Regions from separate parts of the Mus musculus genome. Here region 1 is linked to region 2. Evidence: chromatin contacts called from public Hi-C data. All regions are on one chromosome and are shown on one strand. The core of a region is the stretch at or near the end of the contact, and the rest is flanking DNA. Distances in the headings are between cores, read along the strand shown. Region 1 has its middle 20 kb from the start of Gm42054. Region 2 holds the start of Galnt2 (polypeptide N-acetylgalactosaminyltransferase 2).

Region 1 (4,338 bases), core at 119-2,618, 54 kb after region 2:
TGCTCACCTTGTTCGATGCTGCATTCCTTGGACTCAACCGAGTTGCCAGATAAACCGAATGAGCAGTTTATGTTCTTTTTGACGCTATTTTCTTTCTCACCAGATGCATGGATTGCTTCATTTGCTTAATTTCCTCCCTGTTGTTTAACATTTAGGTTGCCGCTGATGTTTTCCTAATATACACACACACACACACACACACACACACACATATATATATATATATATATATATATATATATATATATACACCCTTAATGAGCGCAGCCAATACTCAAGCAGTTCACTCTAGTTCCCAGGATTTGCCTGTAAAAGTGTGATGGTAAATTAGCTCAATGCAATCCCATGGCTCTACTGAAATCCAAGGTGGAGACCCCGGACGGACGCTGAGTTCCCATGCTTTCCAGCCTCGGTGGCACAGTCTCTCACCTTGTCCAGGAAGCAGCTACAGCCAGATCCAGATGAGGAGCAACCCCTCCCAGACCTTGTAAATGCTCACCCTGGGAGAAGCTGTGAGACATGGCCCCCAGCAGGTGAGACCAGTGGGTCCTCACTCCACAGAACTCTTCTCGGCTTCACCTGCTGTGCTGGGCAGTTCACTTCCATTCTGACTGCCCAGGCCAAGTCTGGGTGGAGAGCTAGGCACTTCTCATCTTTTGTGCCAAATACAGTGTGTGGCACATCCTACATGGCAAATAAATACTTGCAAAATGTCCTCAGAATTTATTCCCTGATGGCTCAAAGAACCCTTGCTTGGTGATTCCTGTGCTGGGAGGAGAGCCATTGCCTCTCCTGCACTGTCAGGGCCAGACACTGAGACCAGTGTATCAAGAGGAGAAAAGCCTTATGTGAAATCATCAGATTGTTCCAGAACCCTTCATTCCTACCCTTGGATTCTTTCCCTGTCTCCTGGATCCTGTGAGGCGTCCTCTGGGCTCACTTGCCCCTCCAGGGACACACTGTTGCAGGATATGAATACTTGAACAGAGTGAATTTGAATGATGAATTGTGGGTCTCAGGTGCTGAGCTGTTTTTTACTGCTGTTCTGTGTACTGAAACAGGGCTCTGGAATATTAATGATGTATGTTTTCAGTATCTGGAGTGTATCTGGAAAAGACAGAAAACCCATGAGAGCTGGACCACAGTGCTTGGAGAAGCAGCTTTCCTGAGTGAGTTACATTTGCCTGGCAGCCTCCTAGACAGTAATGTCACAGTCTGGTGATCATCGGCCCAGGTTGCCAACACGCCTGGACCCTTTTACTGAGACAGGAGTTGGAATAGTTAATATTGATCACTCCAAATGTGTTAGGCATTGTTCTATGATCTAGGATCCGTGACCAATAAAAGAAAGCAAGCCCAGCATCTGTCTTCATCTCTCTGCTTCCTGCCTTTGGATGTCCTGTGACCAACTGCTTCCTGCCTGTGGATGCCCTGTGACCAGCTGCTTCCTGCCTGTGGATGCCCTGTGACCAGCTGCTTCCTGCCTGTGGATGCCATGTGACCAACTGCTTCCTGCCTGTGGATGCCCTGTGACCAGCTGCTTCCTGCCTGTGGATGCCCTGTGACCAGCTGCTTCCTGCCTGTGGATGCCATGTGACCAACTGCTTCCTGCCTGTGGATGCCCTGTGACCAGCTGCTTCCTGCCTGTGGATGCCCTGTGACCAGCTGCTTCCTGCCTGTGGATGCCATGTGACCAACTGCTTCCTGCCTGTGGATGCCCTGTGACCAGCTGCTTCCTGCCTGTGGATGCCCTGTGACCAGCTGCTTCCTGCCTGTGGATGCCATGTGACCAACTGCTTCCTGACTTTGGGTGCCCTATGATGAGCTGCTTCCTGATTGTGGATGCCCTGTGACCAGCTGCTTCCTGACTGTGGATGTCCTGTGACCAACTGCCTCATACTGACACTATGACTTTCTTTCATGAGGTTGCACCCTTAAACTGTGAGACACAGTAACTCTCCCTTCCTGAAGTGGTTGCTTCTCAGTTACTTTGTTTCACTAAGGGAGACTAGGCCTCAGCAGGGTCACCCATACCTTGTTCTCAAAGGACAGAACCCTGTGTCCTCGCTGCACAGGAGTGACACACTTCAGAGTCTTTGGTGCCCTTTTGGTAACTGTGCAGGACAAATCTCTGTCCAGGGTGGGCGTGTGTCTATCCAGCCCTTAGGAAGTGGAAAAGATGATCTGGAACAGGACCAGACAATTGGTTACCATGGTTACTAACCACCAGGATGTTTTCCTGTCCTGCCCAGCCTGCCTAGGGCCAGAGGAGCCTGCTCCCATCTCTGAACTTCAATGTTTAGAAGGCACTTCTCTGCTCATATCTATGTCTTCATGTATCTGTCCCTATTGATTCTTCCCTAACGCTAGACAATGACCTTCTCAAGGACAAAGGTCACATCTTCCTTTCCTTTGAATCTGCAATGCCTGACATAGACCCTGGCAGTTCGAGACCAGCTATTATGGACAAATGTTTGTCTAGGAAAAGAAATTCCTACTTATGCATACATTTTATCTGGCCCTTCATACAGTGCCCTGGGTTCTGAGAACAGGAGCCAAGCCAGGCACTGTCTTGGATTTACATCCCAGAAGAAAAGAAATAACTGAAACCCTGCTGCACGGTGCTGGGCAGATGCTGCCAGGTCCTGGGATGTCTTTGTGGAAAAGCTTTTCTCTCATTGCTTGTCCAAGTCTCCAACAAAGCCAAGGATGGCTATACCTGTCACCAAGCTGGCTTGAATCTAACAACAAAAATTCCATGTAGATATAGCTCAGTACAGTTACCAGTCCCCACAAGCTGCGCATCAAATATGCAGATGCATGCAAATTGTCCTTCCCTGGAGGGACTTACTGTTTCTAAGAGCAGACATTAAAGCACAACATTTTAACACAATACAAACGCGTTGTTAGAGCTCAAGGTGCCAAGGGGCATGCAGCGCAGACTCTCACAGGCTTGTGTGGAACTCACCTGCTCAGACGAGCTTCATGACCGGACAGAACAGTGAGTGTTCTGTATGTAAATGGCCCAGGACTGGGACAGCCTCAGGTACCCAGATGTCCTTACAGGGAGTTACAGGGAGCTGGTGGGCAGAGGCCAGGGCTCCTGGCTCCTCGCTAAACCTCCAAGGCTACAACAGCAGAAACATACAGGCTCAGCCTCAAAGAGATGAAGAGACTCATGTGCCTTTTGTCCTACTCAGTGTCCCTCTGCCTTCTTTCCTGACTCTCCCAGGCCCACTGCTCTGGGATCCTCCCCTGCTGCCACTGTGGCAGTTGATTTTCTACTCCTGTTCTCTCCCCCTGCCTTTGCCAGGAGGGCGTTCACTGATACAGCTTCAGGGGTGCCCAGCGCACAGCTCCCCAGGTTCTGGAAGCTAGTCTGGGGATCACATGAAGTGCTCCTAGGTTCCCATTATTCTGTGTCCTGAGTGAATGTTTAGTAGTCACATGGCTCTGGACTATGACAGCTTCAGGTTGCTCACATGTCCTCGGGGGAGGTTATACCTGGTTACTGGGAGCTGGAAAACAGGGCTCCTGGCTCCTCTGGCCTCTGGCCAGCAGCCACGCCTCCAGACCAGATGAGAGTCTGCCCTCGTAAGCCTTGCATACCCATGTACCCCATTCTCAGGATGGTGCTCAGGGTCCACTGTCATCACTCACACACACCACCCCTCACTGTTGTTATACAGGAAAAAGTCTGCTTGGTGAAAGTTCTGAGGCAAAGCCGTTAGAGCGTAGGAGCTACCTGCACAGATCTGTTGCCTTTTCTTTGTCCTACGATGAAATGCAAACTGCTTCACTAGTGTGTCTGGGACACCTGACACACAATAACATCAGTTAATTGAATAGATTGGCCTAATTTCCTGGGTTATTTCATTTGGGTGGCAGATAAAATAGTACTTGGAACTTTCATGGCAAAGTGAGATGTAGCTACATCAGAGAGCAGTGACATCCCACACATCCACGGGCTCTGACTTTGAGATATGTTGTAGTGGCCGATGGACCCTTTCTTAGCCAACCATAAAGATGCAGTAGGTACAGCTCATATTACCAGGATCAGAATATGTAGGTCTAGTTCAGATGGCAGTAGGGCATCAAAGCCCCTTCCTGTACCCATGCCAGAGGGCACTTACCTTTACATTTTTGTTTTATTTTAAAGTGTGTGTGTGTTGTACATGAGTGCACGTGTCTGTGAAGGTGTCAGATCCCTTGAACTTGGATGTTAGGCTTTTGTGAGTTTCCCAATTAGAGTACTAGAAACCAAACACAGGACTTCTGGGACAGCAATATGTGTTCTTAACCTCTAAGCCAGCTCTTAGCTCCTGCATGACACTCGTG
Region 2 (4,283 bases), core at 1,103-3,602:
CTGTCTCTCTCTCAGGATCCACCTTGCTACCTCAATGGGAGCACTACTGAAATTTCAAAATCTGCAGTTTTCTTTTTTAAGATTTATTTATTTACTATATGTAAGTACACTGTAGCTGTCTTCAGACACACCAGAAGAGGGCATCCAGTCTTGTTACAGATGGTTGTGGGATTTGGTTGCTGGGATTTGGACTCAGGACCTTCGGAAGAGCAGTCGGTGCTCTTACCTGCTGAGCCATCTCACCAGCCCCAAATCTGCAGTTTTCACAGCACTCCCTTGCCCTGCAGATCACTAAACCATGATACCCTGAGCCAGGACAACATTTTATGGCTCACTGACAACAGAACCCCAGGTCATTGATCTGCTCTTTCTATAGGGTCTCCATCGGATCACAAAGAGGTCTTGGGCTTTCTTCACACCTAAAGCTAATACCTCTTAGGCATCCAGAGAACTTTAATGAGGAGACAAGCCAACTGCTTGCCAACAGACACCCCCAGAGGTAGGGTGACATCCCTGGGAGGCTGATGCCACAGGTGCCTTTCTACATACATACCTGTGCTGATCCAGGACTTCATCTTTGTGTGACTAGGAAAAAGCATTGTCAGCAGCCAGGGTATTCCCAAGGCGAGGGAAGTCTCCTGGGGAAGCAAAGTCCGTACACACCACACTTGCTCAGAGTCACCATGGTTCTCAAAAACCTGGCTGCTGCCACCAGCCACGCTTGCTAGACTTAAACCCTAGCAAGCAGGGGCTCCCAGCACAACAACCATTCAGAAAGCAGGGCTAATGAGAGTCAGTGTCCACCCCACACAAGCCAGGCACAGGGAAACACTGTTTCCATGTTCGTTACTGAAAATAAAAAACGAATCATGAACCCCTCCCAGAGTCAAAAAGACACTTCCACCTTCCTCCCTCCCTTCCTTCCTCCCTCCGTACCTGCAGCTAGGAATAACTTGAAGATGCCAGAGAAAAAGGGAATCAGCCATGTGCCTTTGACATTCAGTGTCTGAGTAGGGGTAAAGTCGGCGGCTGCTCATGGGCAGTCCATCCTACTCAAGATTCTACCCCCTATCTCCCTAAGCCGCGATCTACCTCCATTCTTTTCTGGTCGTGTACTGTTACTCAAAATCAAGTAAGGAGGGCTACAAATCTTTGGAAAAGATAACTATATTTCGAAGCTCGTTAGCTAGTAAAACACCACAAACCCCTCAGGAGAGAATACAACAGCCTAGACAGCACCAACCAAGGCAAGGATCCCACGCTCGCTCGGTGTCCACTCGGTACCCAAGCCGAGATGACTGCCGAATCAGAACCTGTAAGCTCTAAGACTCCCGGCCTCACTACCGAACCCACCAGAGACACACACCGAGGAGGGACTTGGGGTTAGGAAATGCGGACTTGGGGTTAGGAAATGCAAGCGCAAAAGGCTAGGTAGTTCCCGCCGCCGTGAGCGGCCAAGGGCCGAGGTGGGCAGTGTAGCAAGTAGAACGGGAGGTCTGACAGAACCACGGTACGACCTCACTGCCGGGGTGCTGGATGGGGAGGATAGGGAGGGATCACGCCTCTGATCACTGGAGCACCAGGGTTCCAGCCCGACCAAGGTCCCCAAGATCTGGGCGCAAGACGAGAGGGTCGCGGGTTCCAGTTGGGCGGAATGTGGCTCGGGGAGCACCGGGTTTCGGGTGACAACGATCCCCAAGATCCCGGAGCAGGGAGTGGGGCTCCGGGGTGATCTGGGCGGAGTACGGAGCAGGGGGCAGGGAGTCCGGCGGAAGGGTTGTCCCTATGATCCCGGCACAGGGAGTGGAGCGCAGTGTCGCCAGCGAGATAACAGCCTCCAAGATCCTGGCGCAGGGCGGTACGTGGCTCCGGGTGCCCGCGCCCCGCATGCGGGAGGCAAGTCGCTGCACCCAGAGCCGCGGGTGAGCCGGACAGGGCCGGAGCTCGCGCCGCTGGCCTGAGGGCCCGGAGAAAACTTGAGGCGCGCGTCCCGGCCAGGGTCCCCACATCTGCTGCCCCGAGCCGGGGAGCACTCTCGGTGCACGGCGCCTCCCCGCTGCAGGCCCGGGTCGGCGCACAGGCCTCGCGGCACTCACCTTCCTGCCGGCGCCGCCCCCGCCCGCGGCCAGCGCGGAGCCGCCCCCCGAGTACATGTAGTAGGCGATGCCCAGGACCCAGAGCAGCGCGAAGCACAGCAGCATCCGCGAGCGCCGCCGCATCCTCGCTCTGGGCGGCCGCCGGGCAGCCTGGCGGCGCGGCGGGCGGAGCGCGCGGCGGGCGGAGCTCGGGGCGGCGGCGCGGGAAGACGCGGCGCTCGGCGGGCGGCGCTCGGCGCTCGGCGCTCGGCGCCCGGCAGGAAGCGGCGGCCCAGCGGCGGGGTCAGGGAGCAAAGGGCGACCAATCGACGCTGAGGGGCGGGCGCGGGGGCGGAGCCGAGTCTCCATGGCAGCGGCGCCCCGCCCACTGCGCGCCCCCGGGAGTGGCAGGTGGAGGCAGCGGGCGCGGACGCGCGGTTCCCCAAAGACTTGGAATGGGCCAGTCTGCAGAGATCGCCCCGGCCCGCCATCCGTCACATTCACTATTTGGGCAATAGTGGGTTCTTGGGTTTTTATTTTTTATTTGTGCTTTCTCTTTTTTAATATAAGGTCTCATCCTATAATCCAGACTGACCTCGAACTCACCATCCAGCCCATGCTGGCCTCAATCTCGCAGCACTCCTTTTGCATCAGACTTCTGAGTCCTGGGATAACAGGAATGCACTGCCCTGTGGTCTGAACAAGACTAAGACAGGGAAGGTAGATTTCAAGGCGCTTGCTTGTAAGGATGACCCTTCCTGCTCTTAAAAGCAAAATGGAATGGTGGTGGTTTTAAATAAACGTGAAAAAGAGGGGAGATAGATGGTAATTTATGTTTTTAAATCTTTTCGGTTTTTTATTGGTTGCTTTCTTGAAGGAATGAGGTGAGCATAGTAACCCACTTAATAGAGCAGGCAGCAGCGAGTTCCCTGACAGCAGCTCTGGTGACTGTAACCTTGTCCATGACCTTGTGACTCTAAGTCCCTGTGTCTGGAAAAGAATTTCCAGTACTTGAGAGCCTGCAAATATTTCTGAGATCTGCCCACACTGCAGGAGGAAGGAACTCCCTGGGCGGCAGTCTGCCCAATCCTGAACAAAGAGCACCGCAAGCCTTGGGCTACCAGGATTCTGAGCCTCACCTGAACTTCAGACTTCTCAGAAGTGAGAAGGGAAAGCCTCTTAGTTCCACCAGACACCCCATTCCTGAAGACACCCCATTCCTGAAGACATCCCATTCCACCAGGCACCCCATTCCACCAGGCACCCCATTCTGCAAACACCCTTCACAGAAGACAGGTTTCTCATACCCTAAGAAGTTCCGTTCCAAGTACTAGAATCCGAGCACTGTACTGACCAGGGAAGAGATTTGTAAAATACTGAAGAGATGACAGGCTTGAAAACACCCAAGAGTCTTGGGGACAGTCAGATAAGTGGGAACAACTGTTGCCCCTCAGAGGCCTGGGAGTGAAGGGAAAGAAGAGGAAGCAGGACAAACCCCAAAGAGCAGGAAAGAGACAAGCAAGTGGCCCCTCCCCCAGCATAGCATCAGCATCAGTATCTGTTGAAAACTGCAGAGGACAGAAGAGAAAGTCCCCACCCGGAGCCCTGCCTCCAAATGCTTCCTATCTGAGAAGTCAAAGGACAGCAAAACTGCTACTACAAAAGCAAAACAGAAAGTTAGTCATATTGCTGAGTGTGGAAGAGGAATCCTAACATTTCATCTGATTATGCTCCCCAACACACACATGCACACACACAGGCACGAGCACACACACACACACACACATTGACTGATGGTGGTTGTGTCACCTGTAATCTCAGCATTCGGGAGGTTGAGCCAGGAAGATTGCTAAATGAGAGACAGAGAGACAGAAACAGAGAGACAGAGACAGAGAGACAGAGAGAGACAGAAAAAGACAGAGATAGAGACAGAAGAACAAGGAGGAGGAGGAGGAGGAGGAGGAAGAAGAAGAAGAAGAAGAAGAAGAAGAAGAAGAAGAAGAAGAAGAAGAAGAAGAAGAAGAGGAAGAAGAAGAAGAAGAAGAAGAAGGGGAAGAAGGGGAAGAAGGGGAAGAAGAAGAGGAAGGGGAGGGGGAGGGAGGGGGGAAGAAGAAATAATAATTATAGTCTGGAGCGATGGCTCAGCAGTTGAAGTACTTGCATGTGAGGACCAGGAGTTAGAACCCCAGGAACCCACCTAAAATGTGG

Evidence for each region. Hi-C and Micro-C count contacts between places; a contact is called where the count stands out from the background.
Region 1: a Hi-C map of double positive thymocytes shows a contact between it and region 2, with 1.4 times the contacts expected there. The contact joins the enhancer-like site here to the promoter of Galnt2 in region 2. A contact is called at or near these places in 1 of 15 datasets of contacts at CTCF or cohesin (the NIH/3T3 cell line), 21 of 484 Hi-C or Micro-C datasets (the HL-1 cell line, the N1E-115 cell line, Sertoli cells and 11 more), 8 of 115 datasets of contacts at active chromatin or transcription factors (double positive thymocytes, embryonic fibroblasts, embryonic stem cells and 3 more) and 1 of 9 other capture datasets (adipose tissue).

The regions. Positions count from the first base shown.
Region 1 is chr8:124,174,826-124,179,163 of GRCm38.p6, reverse strand. No RefSeq gene overlaps it. Among named protein-coding and RNA genes, the nearest start is that of Gm42054, 20 kb to the left of the region's middle. Within about 2 kb of position 1,368, at least 28 of the 459 cell types and tissues checked have an H3K27ac peak or open chromatin away from gene starts, as enhancers often do. A contact at or near this core is called in the N1E-115 cell line, cortical neurons and double positive thymocytes, where this site is marked.
Region 2 is chr8:124,229,463-124,233,745 of GRCm38.p6, reverse strand. It overlaps Galnt2 (polypeptide N-acetylgalactosaminyltransferase 2), which reads right to left and starts at 2,352. Exons shown (of 16, transcript NM_139272.2): 1 at 2,097-2,352. The coding sequence starts at 2,219.